2 separate regions of the Sus scrofa genome follow, and region 1 is linked to region 2. The links are chromatin contacts, called in public HiChIP or PLAC-seq maps. All regions are on one chromosome and are shown on one strand. Each heading gives the region's core, a stretch centred on a gene start, on an enhancer-like site or on the middle of the called end of the contact. The rest is flanking DNA. Distances are from core to core; before and after follow the strand shown.

Region 1 (6,813 bases), core at 559-3,058, 120 kb after region 2:
AGCCCTAAAAAGCAAAAAAAGAATGTCCATGCTAAAGACACAAATTAAGCGCCCCTTCCGGGGATACCAATGCCCTCCTCCTTCGATGATAAGCCCCTTCCCAGGCGCCAAGGCCCTGGGGTACGTCACGGTCTGTTTGGTGTTTGTTTGTTTACTTTGGGGACTTGTAGAAATTTATCCCAGAGTTAGTTCATGTTCTTTGTTCTGACAAGATGCAAAACTGTGCTGAAACCCATGGTCTCTGGGACAGTCCCTCAGAGGAATCTGGAAAGCTGTCTTCTGGGCTGTAGTCCTCCGTTTGGCTCAAATAAAACTTTTTTCTACTCTAATTATTGCTTATTGATTATTTCCCCCCCCACACACACACACACACCGGGAACTGTAAGGAGATTAAAGGGAAAGGCCTCCATCTGTTACACCTCGTGTGTGTAAGTGGCTTGGGGCTTCCTCCCCACAGGCAGCAACCCTGAGGTGAGCCCAGCTGGCAGGTCAGAGGGAGGGGAGGAGACACACCTGGCAAGAATCCCAACTTAGGGAGTTCCCTTTGTGGCTCAGCGGTTAATGAACCCAACTAGGATCCATGAGGATGCGGGTTTGATCCCTGGCCTCACTCAGTGGGTTAAGGATCCGGCGTTGCCATGAGCTGTGGTATCTAGGTTGCAGATGCAGCTCACACCCGCTGTGGTGTAGGCTGGCAGCTACAGCTCTGATTCGACCCCTAGCCTGGGAACTTCCATACGCCGCAGGTGCAGCCCTAAAAAAAAGCAAATAATAATAATAATGGAATCACAACGTCCAGCCATAACATGGCTCACAGGACGGCCGGCTCTGCTGACCGCGTCTTCCCACCTTGTGGGCACCAGCATGGGAAGCCGGGACTCAGGCTCTGAGTCCACCGGGAGGTGACTGGCTGGCCAGAGCCCACACGGCCAAGGGGCAGCGCTCACCGCTGTGGCTCCAAATGTCTGCTAAGACGCCCGAGCCTGTGCTGGGGCACCCAGAAACCAAGCCCCATCAGTAACCCCACTGCACGGAGGAGGAAGCTTAGGCCTGAAGAGGTCCAGCACCTTGCAGCGCTCACAGAACTAGCAGGTCGCGGAGCCGGAAGAGGACCCGGAAGCCCGACGCGGGAGTCTACACCCGGGAGGTGAAGAGCGCTCGCGCGTTGGGCAAGAGCCCTGGCACCGCGGTGGGCGTGGCCTAGCGGAGAGGGGCGGGGGGAGCCGCGAGGGCGGGGCCGGGCCGGGCCGGGGCGGAGCCGGCGGCCTCCATTGGGTGCTTCTTTGAGTTCGTCACAGGACTGCCAGGCCAGACTCCGCCCAGGCCCCGCCCCTCCGTGGGGGTTAACCCCGCCCCCTCCGGCCTGGGCCCTCCTGCCCTTTAGGCTGAGGCCCGCGGTCAAGGCGCGGGGCCCAGACGCCTCTGCCCCGGCGCGCGGGGGCCGCTCTGTTCCACACTCAGGCCAGAGGTCAGCCAGGGGCTTTTGAAGCCCTTGGAGCCACACTCGCGGGCATTGTCAGTTGCCTGTTCTTTTTCTTCCTAGCAGCTTTACTGAGGTGTAACTTGCAATTCCTCCATTTAAAGCGCACAGTTCTGCGGGGTTTACCCAGAGCTGTGCAGCCATCGCCACAACTTAATTTAGGGCGTTTACATCCTCAGTCCCTCTCATCCTCCTCAGGCTCCGACGGCGCTGCGCTGAGAGACCTGGCCGCCAGGGGGCGCCGCGACCCCGCCCTCAGCTGCGCCTGCGCCGACTCCGCGCGCGAACCCCAGAGCGAGCCCGCCGAGCGCGCGCCCGCCCCGCGAGTGCGCCTGCGCGGAGCCCGTGGCCGCGCCCGCTCCCGCCGGGGGCTCGTCGCTGGGCGGCCGGGCCATGGGGGAGGCCGAGGTGGGCGGCGGTGGCGCGGCGGGCGACAAGGGGCCCGGGGAGGCAGCCACCAGCCCGGCCGAGGAGACGGTCGTGTGGAGCCCCGAGGTGGAGGTGTGCCTCTTCCACGCCATGCTGGGCCACAAGCCCGTCGGTGAGCGGAGCGCCGCGCCGAGGCCGCGCACCCGCGTGGGGGCGGGGCGGCCGGCAACGGCCGGGGGCGCGCGCGGGGCGGGCGGGGCGGGGCCTCCTGCGCCTGCACCCCTGCACACCCTGCCCCCACCTGCTCGCCCCTCCCCGGCCTGCTCCTTGCAGTCCCCTCCCCCGCTCGACTTTGCCCCCTCCCGCCCCCACCCCCCCACGCCGGCCGACCCCTGCCTTCACCTGCACCCCTGCCCCCTTTGCTCCTCCCCCACTGACCCCTACCTCTTCCTCTCCCCCCTTGTACCTGCCACCAACCCCATTCTACCCCCGCGCCCTCCAAGCACTGCCCCCGTCTCCCCCTGCGCCTTCTCCCCTCTCTTCCCCTTGACCCCCACGTCTGTTCTCCAAACTACCTGTCTGCCCCCACGGGCTGACCCTTTCCCCCTGCAGGTGTGAACCGGCACTTCCACATGATCTGTATCCGGGACAAGTTCAGCCAGAACATCGGCCGGCAAGTGCCCTCCAAGGTCATCTGGGACCACCTGAGCACCATGTACGACATGCAGGCACTGGTGAGCTGGCCCCCACCCTCCCCCAGACAGGTGGTGGCCGAGAGCCCCCTCCGTGCGCCTCCCTGCGTCTACACCAGGCCCTGTCCTCAGGGAACTTGACGTCTGGGCTGCCCCGCAGGGGACCAGTTGTTCAACAAGGTAGCTCCGAGCAGTTTTACAGAAAACACAAACCTAGTGACGGTAGCTGGTTATCACATGGCACCTACTTGCAATTGAGGGGTCAGTTAGGACCTGGCCAGGAGACGACTGAGGAGCTGAGGCCTGTGGGAGGGGCTCTGAGGCCATTGTCAGTCTTACAGAAAGTCCCAGAGTGCTGTAGGCAGGGAGGTGGCAGGGTCTGAGTCAGGTTAAGGTGACACTGGTGACTGCTGGTAGAACCAGGCAGGCAGGGACCCGGGCCTCACGGAACCCCCCCTGAGCCATGTCGTTAGCGGGGCAGATGAACTAGGGGAACAGGGTGGCCAAAGAGACCAGTGGCGTTCCCAGCAGAGGAGCGGCAGGTGTCAAGGCTCTGTGGCAGCAGGCGTTGGTGCATCAGAGGACGCAGAGGAGGCCAGGGTGTCTGGAGAGTGGGTGGGAGCCGGGTGGCAGGTGCCCGGTGAGGTGGGAGCCTGTGCTGGGTTAGGGAAGGCTCCATCTCCCCTCACGCCCCCAGGCGAGAATTGGTGCGTGTGGGCAAAGGGGGCAGCAGACCCCCAGCCGTCTGGGTCCAGAAACCTCACTGCCATTCCCTCCCTTTGGCCTTGGGCGTGGCACTCACATCTCGTCCTGGTGTAGGGAGGAGAGAAAGGTGACCACTGTGTCCTGGGACCAGCGCCTGGCCTGCAGTAGGCATTCTAGAAACTCGAGAACTGGCCGCTAAACTACACCAGGCCCACCCAAAGGGCCATGCCTGCTGGTCAGGGCCTTGCCCTCCGTGAGTTCCCGGGTTCCACAGCTTGACTGGGCTCGCATACCTGTCACACTGTGAGGTCACCTGGCCCCCAGGCACGTCCTGAGCCCTGACTGCTGGCTGGACCCAGAGATCAGAGTGGCAGGGTCCCCGACCTGGGGGAGGCAGATGGTTCTTAGGCACGCTGCTGGCCCAGAGGATCCCATGGCTGTGACCCCAGCACAGGGCCCACGTGACACTCAGGGAACTGCAGCGGGGGCACCCAGGGCTTTCAGCCCGGGACAGTGGCCCTTCTCTCTTTTCCTCGCACCCTAGCATGGCTGTGGGGCTGACGTCACGGTCACCTGGGGCCTTGAACCCCACCCGCAAGGTGCCGTGGGCGCAGGAACCCTCGGGTTTTGAAGCTCCTCGATGCCGATCAGCACGTTTACACGCTGACCGCCTGGTGATGAGCACGGCTCCCGAGTGTCTCCTGATCGCCCCCAACCCTGAGTCCCTCCTGCCAGCTAAGCTCTCCCTTCGTCCCATGGGCTGCGTCTCCACCGTCTCTGTCCGGTCCGGCAGGTGCGAGCTGCCAGCCAGGTGGAACACGCTGAGCATCGGCGGTGCCTGCTCCCCTGCACTCACCTGCTTCCCACCCCGGTGGCCCGCCCACATGGGTGAGACGGGAGCCCCATGGCCTTTCTGCAGGGTTGTCACGGCCCTCGGATCGCGTGCTCCCGGAGCCTGCACAGCCGGGCCAGGCCTGCGGGACAGCTGCAGCCTGATTCTGGCCCTGCAGGTGTGCCAGCAGACTGGGCACCCTGGCCCCATCTCAGGTGACAGTCAACCCAGAGTCTTCCCTCTCGTGACTGATGCTGGTGGCTCATGCTGTGGTTTTGCCTTGTCTGGCTCCGTGTGACAAGCCCAGCCCCTCGTAAACCGTAGAAGAGAAAGAAACGGCCTCGGCCCCCTCCACCTGCCCACTGCAGCCTCGAGACCGTTACCTGTGTTTGTTGTTTGCTCCTGAATTTAAAAGTCACGTTTAAGAGCTCCCTGGTAGCTCAGTGGGTTGGGGATCGGGTGTTGTCACTGCAGCGGCTCGGGTTGCTGCTTTGGCTCGGGTTTGATCCCTGGCTCAGGAGCTTGTGTGCGCCACAGATACAGCCATAGAAATCACATTTTCTTCTTTGTTTCTTTAAAAAACAAAACATACAAAAAAAAAAAAAAAACGCCCTCTTTGCCGTCAGCATGAGTCTGAGATTCTTCCGTTCCCAAACCCGGAGAGGAACTTCGTCCTTCCAGAAGAAATCATTCAGGAAGTCCGAGAAGGTGAGACTCGTTCGAGGGCAGTGGCCCAGGGGGAAGGTCACGAGCCTTGGGGAGCTAGGCTCCCCGGCAGGGTGGTGCCCGGCCCTCCTGGGGCGGGAGGCCTCCTTGAGGTTCGTCCTGCCAGCGCTGCCGTCTCCCTGCAGGAAAAGTGACCGTCGAAGAGGAGATGAAGGAGGAGATGAAGGAAGACGTGGACCCTCACAACGGGGCCGACGACGGTAAGGCCGGGGTGCGCCCTCCCCGGGCACAGGGCGGCCCGGCCCCTGCACAGTCAGGTGGACGCGGGAGCACAGGGCTCGGAGTGAGCTGGCAAGGGCTGCCCATCCGTCCAGGGAGAGCCCTGCGCGGCCAAGACCGCGCAGACGGACCTCGTTCCCTGCGGGGCGGGCACGGGTGTGGGCACGGGGCGGCACATCCTTGGGCTGCCGGACACGCCTCAGGCCACACGGGTGCCCACAGCGCAGGAGGAGCCTTGGGGGGGGTCAATGTCGTGTGTGTAGCTATTGTCTTTTTTAACCGAGCAGGAAGATGAAATAAAATTTTGGATATTCTGTTTTCAGCCAAATGATTTTGTCTCCCAGTTTTTTCATCTTCAGGAAGCTTGGGGAAGTCCGCGGAAAAGTCCAGCAAAGACAAAGACAAGAGCAACTCAGACTTGGGGTCCAAAGAGGGGTCGGACAAGCGGAAGCGCAGCCGGGTCACCGACAAAGTCCTGACCGCCAACAGCAACCCCTCCAGCCCCAGCGCAGCCAAGCGGCGCCGGACGTAGACGCTTGCAGTGGCGGTCGCCATGGTCACCAGGCAGTCAGCGGGCAGATGCCACCGGCCCCGCTGCCCGCCCTCAGGTGCCAGAGGCTCCCAAGGTGCCACTCAGACCATCGGGGCTGGGCTGGCCCGCGTCGACCGAGATGGGCCACGCTCAGAGCTGAGAGCCGAGAGGTGAGCCCAGGCCGTGTCGTCTGGGCACGTGGCTCCCAGGGCGTCAGCTTAGCTGCACCGGTGGCCCAGCGTTGGAACGAGCCTGAGGACCAGGCTGCGTGGGCAGGGAGCAGGGCTGGCAGGAGAGGCCTGGCACGGCAAGCAATAAACACCCTGGGCTTCCCATCTGTCCATCTGTCCGCCCGTCAGGCGCCCTCTCGACGGGCTGCGGCCTCAGGAGCGCGCCAGGCCTCAGGCGACGGCCCCTCCACCACCCGAGAGACTGAGAACTGAGTATTCTGCCTCATCCACTTGTACTGTAACGGTGTATATAATTCGCTTGGGATTTCGCTATTTAATTTTTAAGAAGCCTATTTTACTAGTGTTTTATATGAAAAAAATGCTGCGAAGTTAAATCCGTGTTGTATTTTTTCCGAGAGGTTTTGTTTTACGGTGATGACTACTGAGCTAACTTTTTGCTCAGTTTTTATATGCCAGATACAGAGAATTTGTAGCGGTTATTTTTGTATTATCGAGCAACTTGCAAACAGACCAAATGAGTGAGTGGAGGGAGGCAGGCCTGTGGGCCCTGCAGCCTGGGCCCCGGGCGGGCTGAAATGCACTTGCTTTTGACGGAGGGACATTAAAACACAAAAAAGCAACCTGGCCGTCCTGTGATTTTGATACCAAACTAAGCTAACGTTTCCTCCAATGGCAAGTTTTCTGTTTTTCAAGATTTGTAGCTGAAGCTACTCTGGAGGTAGGTGAGTCACTGATACAATGTATAGACAAACCAGGAGCAAGTCTCGCGTCGTTACGTTGTTACCTGTGAGCAGCATTTGGGTACAGAAGGCCGAGGTGGGGAGGTAGGGAGGGAGGCGGAGGGAGGCAGAGCTGGTGCCTGGTTCCCAGAGCTGGCTCTTCCCGCGGAGCGGACCTTCCAAGCCACAGAGGAGACGCTCGCCCACATCTGGACAAGCCCCGAGGAGTCTCCGTGCTGCCTGCCGCCACCATCAGGAGACTGGCCACCCCAGGCCTTGCGCGCACGGCTAGCATCCTGCTTCCCAGCAGGGCCGATGCTTATTGCAGCGTCTGGTGTCGGGGGTCTG
Region 2 (6,684 bases), core at 3,583-6,082:
AAAATAAAAATAAAGGACACACCGTTGTTTTTGCTGTCTTGGCTGTGCCCCCGCCTCCCACATGCAGAGGCGCCACAGCAGGGACAGTGCTGGATCCTCAAGCACTAGGCCTCCAGGGAACTCCATGAACAGATGCGTCGCTGTGTGTTTGCAGATCTCCCACGGAACGGCCATGCCAAGAAACACCGCCACTGTTGCGACAACCAGGACGAATCCACAAACACAGGGTTGCGTGAAAGAAGCCAGACACACCATGAGGACTGAACGATTCCGCTAAAGAATAAAGACTCGCCAGGCTGGAGAACAGGATGGCAGTGCCTCAAAAAGTCAGGCATAGATTTGCCAGCTGACCCAGCAGCTCCACTCCAGGGTATTGACCCCAAAGAATGAAAGCAGAGCCGTGACGAGACGTTGGCACATGCATGGTCGCAGCAGGGTTTCTCACGACGGCCAGAGGGCAGAAGCCACGCAGACGTCCAGGGATGGGCGAATGGACGAGCAGAACGTGATCCAGATCGTGGAATATTACTCAGCCTGGAAAAGGAAGGAGACTCTGACACAGGCCGCAGCCGGATGAACCTGGAGGACACGATGCTTGGTGAAATCAGCCAGACGCAGAAGGACAAATCCTGAGTGCGGGAACTGCGCTTAGAGGAGGCCTCAGAGGAGTCGGATCCAAGGGCTGGGCGAGGGGTGCAGGGTTGGGGCATAACAGGGAGAGCGTTCGCTTGTGAAAATGGAAATTTCCGGTGACGGTGAAGGTACTGAATGCCACAGAACTGGCACGTAACGTGACTAACAGGGTAAGTGGTATGTTTTTTTTACCATAATAAAAAATAATATTAATAGAAGTTAAACAAGAATACCAGCAAACCGGGGCGGGGGGGTGGAGATCTGGCAGTCAGGCTGGGGGTCTCCTGCGGGGGGGCCCAGGGCCTGGGAGGCCATGTGTCTTGGCTGTGGGACGGGTCCCCGGTGATTCACTCCGTGAAAGAGGACACTCAAAGCCCGCCCTCCTTTCGCCACGGACCTTGCGCTGCAGTAAATGTTTATGCGTAAAAATGAAGGGAACTTCTAGAGCCCCGAGTACTTGACAAGCTGTTTTAAAACACATTGAAGGGGCCTTCCTGCTGTGGCTCCACCTGGGCTGTGTCCCCCGGGCCATGTCGCCAGGAAGAACCAGGAAATAGGGTTAAGTGGGGTTCCATGGGTTACAGACGGAAGCCAGACCCACCTGGGGCGGGATGGGCCAGGTCGAGGGGCAGAGCCCGGAGCTGTGCCAGGAGTTAGTAGGACCTGCAGGCAGGATGGAGCCCCAGGTGAGCAGCGAAGCTGCCGAGCAGGTGTCGGGTGTGCGTGGTCCAGCCCCAGGCCCGGATCCAGGGCGGCAGGTCCTGAGGCTGCCTGCCCCCGAGCTGGAGGGGACCACGGATCTGGTTCAAAGCCGGCTCTGCCGCTGGTTTCCTTTGGGAGACACGGTTATCCTGCCTATAAAGTGGGGAGAACACAGCCCGGGTTCTGGGGGCTTGCTGGGAGGGGACCCCATGAGAGTCCCCGCTCAGTGCTGGCCCGCGGCTCCCACGTGTGGCCGTTACTGTTATTTTCCACGGTGCCGCCAACCCCGGACGTGCGGGGTGCTGGGGTGGGGGTGGCCTCCATCCTGGCCGGCTGCTAGAAGTGGGGAGCTTTGGTTTGCCTGACTCTGTCCCCTGCAGACTCAAATCTCAGGAAGACGCTGCGCTCAGAACATGCTTCCCGCTTGCAAGTCGAAAAATGCGAGTTCCGACCACGCTCACGCGCGACACTCAGCAAGCTGAAGACCTGGGCGTGCGAGCCAGAGGCCTGGAATGAGAGACCTAAAAACTGCAGAGGACAAACCACGGAACCGTCCCCGCCGGGAAGGGCTCAGAGTCGGGCTGGAAAAGAGACCCGATACGCCACGCTGCGGTTATGCCCACAGGGTCCCCGAAGGAGGGGTTTGGGAGGCGGCCCCGCCACGGCCGGACGGCCTGGCTCCCCAACGGCCCCTGCCCTCACCCTCCAACAGAGCCCACCTGGACAGCCTTTCGGCCCCACACAAGCCTGGAGAGGTCCCCAAAGAGAGAGTTATGGCTTGTCAAAAGTTTCCACTCTGCCTGCAGATGGCAGGACCCCGCACACCCGCCCCGTGACCCCTTGTGACCTCCGCTTCCTGAGTCCAGGGACGGGCCCTGAGTAATTCCGGGATCTCTGAGCCCCAAGGAGTGGTCGTGATTTAAGGGTGATGAGGCCATGGCCAGGAGCCGTTCGTGACCGGAGGGGCCCGTGCCCTGCCCGGAAAGGCCCCACGCCCCACGTGAGGTCCTTGTGGGGAGTCGCCCTTCACCCTGACTGGCCCTCCTGCCCCACCCCCCAGGGACCTGCCTCCCCAGGCTCGGGGCCAGGACTGTCCCACAGGCCCCCTGAGCTCTGCTGGGTCCAGCTGGGCAGCTCGCAGAAGAGGAAGCTTCTAGGCCCTGGCCGGCCAGCCTCCCGCAAGCCCAAGGCAGGATTTCCTGCTCTGGGTGGAGATCAGCCTCTCCCTGGACCCCAACCGGTGAGGTGAGCCCCCCTCTGCAAAGAGGGGTCACCGGGGTGTCCACTCCCCTCACGGTGCCAGAGACTGCAGCCCAGACTGGTGCCCTCGAGGCAGAGACCGCAGGCTTCACACGGCTGTGTGCCCGGCGCTGTGCCCAGCGCCACAGGTGCCTCGAGAAACACTCAGACACGCAGACACACACCCGCAGAGATGCTCACAGCCGCCAGCCGCCCTCTCAAGTTGCCACTAGGTGGTGCATGAAAACTTTTGCTTTTTCAACCTCTGTGCCTCTGGTCGAGCACAGTCCAACAAAAATATACTAGAGCCGTAAGTGTAATTTTACATGAAACGGAAAATTAACTTAATATTGTCTTTTATTTTAATCCAACATAGACAAAAAAATCATAATTCAACCTATAATCAACACAAGGATTTTTTTTTTTTTCTTTTTAGGGCCACACCCACGGCATATGGAGGTTCTCAGGCTAAGGGTCAAATAGGAGCTGCAGCTGCCAGCCTCCACCACAGTCACAGCAACACCAGATCCGAGCCGCATCTGTGACCTACACCACACAGAGCTCACGGGAAAGCCGGATCCTTAACCCACTGAGTGAGGCCAGGGATCGAACCCGCATCCCCATGGATACTAGTTGGGCTTGTTACCATTGAGCCACCATGGGAACTTCCAACATAAAGACTTATTAATTCTGCTGAGTCTTTAAAAACTGTGTGTGATTTATGCTTACAGCACATCTAAATTCAGAATCTAAATCTTAAAAAAAAGGAAAGAAACTAAAGCTTTACCAGAAATTATTGCTTGCACTTAAATTTCGTAAGAAAAATATTCTTGGCCTCGCCTGTAGCATACGGAAATTCCCCAGGAAGGGATGGAACCTGCACCACAGTGCCAGCCAGGGCCACATCCGGACCTTAACCTGCTGTGCCTCAGGGAACTCCATCAATTTCCTAAAGTTTATAGTCAAAAGAGGACACCCATTTACCCAAGTTATTTCAAACACATTTAAAAGTTGTCAGTAACTGCATCGAGGATAGTTTAAATTGTTTAGTCTGACTTAGAGATGGATAAATTGCTCCGGGGCTGCGCGTGGCCCTGGGTTTCAAAGGCCATGTCGGCAGCCTCCTCCTCTGGGCAGCCCGCCTAGGTTAACAGCCACAAGGTAACTTTATCAGTGTCCCAAGGGACAAGCAAGGCGGGGTGGAAACAGATGCCTCCCACCACCAGCATAGCACCGACAGCCGGAAGGCCCGTGACCAGGAGCCAGCAGGGTGAGCCCCGGGACCGAGGGCAGCCTGTCCGCCCACCTCATGGGCCCTGGACCTCGGAGGAGCCCAAACGGGGGGGCGGGGGGTGCCGTCCCCACAGGCATGTTTAGATCCTTGCACACCTTGTCCACAGGCTGACTGTTTGTGGGAACGTGGCCTGGAATCCCCTCGCGAGGGAAGCCCCGTCAGCCTGCTCAGGTCCCTCAGTCACGTCTCCTGCGGTTCTGGACGGAGCTGAGCTGAGCCCAGGGGCTTCTGCCCTGGGGCCTTCGGGAACCTTCCCGGAGACGGACAGTGGGACTCTGTGCTGGTGTGACACGCGCACAGGTGTGACAAACACCCCATCCAGACACAAAGGAGCTTACAGGGGCAGCGGGCCCCCTCCTCCGTCGGAGAGAAGGCAATAGTCGGATCGGTGGCGTCCATAGACCTGAACGGCCTCGCCTGTGCAGCTAAGGTCCCGCCTCACGCAGGCTGCTGGCAATTACGTTTTCTCCTCTAATGATTTAATTGATGCTTCACGCACTTGGGGGATTTGCCCGACTTCCAGGTGCTCTGAAAAGGCGTTTCCCCAGGGCGGGGCTCGGGGCCCCTGAACCCGTTTCAGGAAGTGGCCGGGGTTTGCCGCGCTTTCTGGAAGGTGTCCATGCATCTGAACTCGCGACTGAGCATCTGCACCTGTCACAAGGGGCTGAGCTTCTCCTTGGACACACCCTGGCTTGTGTCCCCAGGACAGTCTCAGGCACAGCTTTCCTGCCGCCGCAGAGTTGGGCAAGTGGTCCTGGCAGGGGCTCCCGGAGCCCGTGTTGCTCCTGCAGGCTGAGAGCAGCCAGAAACGCCTCTCGCAAACGCCCCCAGGGCAGAAACATCCTTGCTTCCGGACCCAGTAATTTTCCAGAGCAAAAACTTTCCTTTCAAGGGGCAGGAAGGACATTCAGTCACTGACAGCCTAACTAGAAACCCTTCTGACCAGAAGTCACCACCGCCCGGAGCGGAAGCCCGGCCGTGACTCAGCAGGATGAGGGAAGCAGGCGGTTGTGGTGGGGGGTGGAGGCGGCCTGGGGACCGTGGGGGACAGCGCTGCAGCACACCACCCTCTCCGGGTGCATCTGGACCCGTGTCAGGTGGGGGCTGGGCGGGCTGGCCGCCCCCACAGGTCAGACCACCTTCGTTGTCTCTGGCCCCACGTGAGCAGCCTTGACCGCTGCAGAATAACCGGGGCAGGAGTCTCAGGTGGGCAGAGGCTCAGGGCCCCAGGGTAGGAGAGGCTGCAGAGGTGCCTGGCTCTTGTTCCAGTTTGCTGGCAGCATATGGGGGTGGGGGGCGTCTGGGGGAGGGTCTGAGGATGGAGGCTCCTCCCACTCACTCTGCCGATTGACAGCAGCCGTGTGTCTCAGCTCTGCCGGCTCCCCCGAGAAGAACCCTGAACCGGACAGAAGCAAAGAGAGGTTCAAAGAGAAGGTTCCATCCAGAAGCCAGAAGCCCATGTCCACCTAGAGGGCACATGGCAGAGGGTCCCCTCCCTGCGCTGGGAGTAAAGGGCCCCCCTGGAAAGTGAGATTCAGGTGGGAGCCCTTGGGATCAGCAGGTGTGAGGCTCCCCTGCTCCCCTCCCCCCACAACCTGGGTCCCTGCCCTGCACCCTCAGGGGCCGCTGGAGCTGAAGCCCCTGGACCTCGGGTCTGCTCATCACAGCAGCACAACAGGGCCTTTGTTGGCCGATACACCTCTGAACCTGGCTCGGCCCCAGAAGGACCAACACAAGACCGTCTTCTAGGCAAATTCTGCAATTCTGTATTTGGATATTTTTAAGGGAAGTTCTTTATTAGTATCTAAATATGTCACTATTGAAAGGGGAAATGCCCATCGAAACCACACCTCTGCCAGCTTCACCAGAAATAGCAGACGAAGCTGGAACCTGGTGCCCTAAAGGACAGCGCGAGGCTTTTAGCGCCAAGCCCTCGCACGTCCAGAGGGGCCAAACTCCGAGTCTTTGCAAGGAGCCAACAAGGGGGGACAACTCGGACTGTGTCCCCACGTCCCCAAGACCCTGCCGGCCACTGAAACAGAGTCCGTGGAGCCCACGGAGGTCAGCAGGGCCCAGGCCCGCAGGAGGGCCCCGCTTTGCTTTCCTCCCCAGACATAAGGGCGAAGAGACGTGAAATGCAAACCCCCCACTTGGGAGCCTGGTTTTTCATGACACCCCATCTCCCCACTTCCCGTGAAGGAGAGCGGAAGCCCAGAAAGGGATTTGGGGACTGGACCCCGCAGCCCCGCCCAGGGCCCAGGGCAGGGTCACCATCTGGGGACCAGAGGGCATCCGACGTCCTTGACTGCCACCTTGGAGGTCCGCTCTGTCACCTCGCACAGTGAATGGCCCCTATTTCCCACCCCCGGGGTAATGACTTCGCTCTGTGCAGACCAGGCGGAAGCAAAGCGGGACCCGGAAAGGCCCTCGGGCTGCCTCCACCCCCACCCCCGGCTGCCAAGGGGCCGGGACCATAGCTCTGCCGCTGCCGGATCCATTTCCTTGTCCTGCCGAGGGTGTGGTCCGTCCTGGAATGCCAGGCCACGGCCGGCCCGCCTGACAGGGCGCCGTCCTGGCCAGTCCAGGCTTAGACCCGGGGATCTGGAGCCAGGCAGGTGGGTCACCAGGGACTGGGAGGGACCTTATCCCCGGGAGGTGGGCGGGGTGTCGCAGGCAGGACCTTGCTGCCCCCAGGCCATGTCCCCAGGCCCGAAGCCACCAGGACTTTGCACAGAGAGGCAGCAGGGCTAAATGTGGGGCATGAGAGAGGAGGGGCTGCCCAGAGCTGGGTGCAGGGGGCTGGGCTCTGGGCGCGG

What was found. HiChIP or PLAC-seq counts read pairs in DNA pulled down with a chosen protein or histone mark.
Region 1: a contact with region 2 is called in an H3K27ac HiChIP or PLAC-seq map of alveolar macrophages. The contact joins the promoter of MRGBP here to the enhancer-like site in region 2. A contact is called at or near these places in 6 of 47 Hi-C or Micro-C datasets (alveolar macrophages, heart right ventricle, liver and 3 more) and 2 of 2 datasets of contacts at active chromatin or transcription factors (alveolar macrophages and skeletal muscle).

Annotation. Positions count from the first base shown.
Region 1 is chr17:62,056,593-62,063,405 of Sscrofa11.1, forward strand. MRGBP (MRG/MORF4L-binding protein) reads left to right here and starts at 1,809. Exons shown (of 5, transcript XM_021078245.1): 1 at 1,809-2,021; 2 at 2,462-2,583; 3 at 4,705-4,786; 4 at 4,930-5,004; 5 at 5,368-6,370. The coding sequence starts at 1,874. The coding sequence ends at 5,555.
Region 2 is chr17:61,929,954-61,936,637 of Sscrofa11.1, forward strand. No RefSeq gene overlaps it. Among named protein-coding and RNA genes, the nearest start is that of SLCO4A1, 14 kb to the right of the region's middle. Within about 2 kb of position 4,833, at least 22 of the 83 cell types and tissues checked have an H3K27ac peak or open chromatin away from gene starts, as enhancers often do. A contact at or near this core is called in alveolar macrophages, liver and omental adipose tissue, where this site is marked.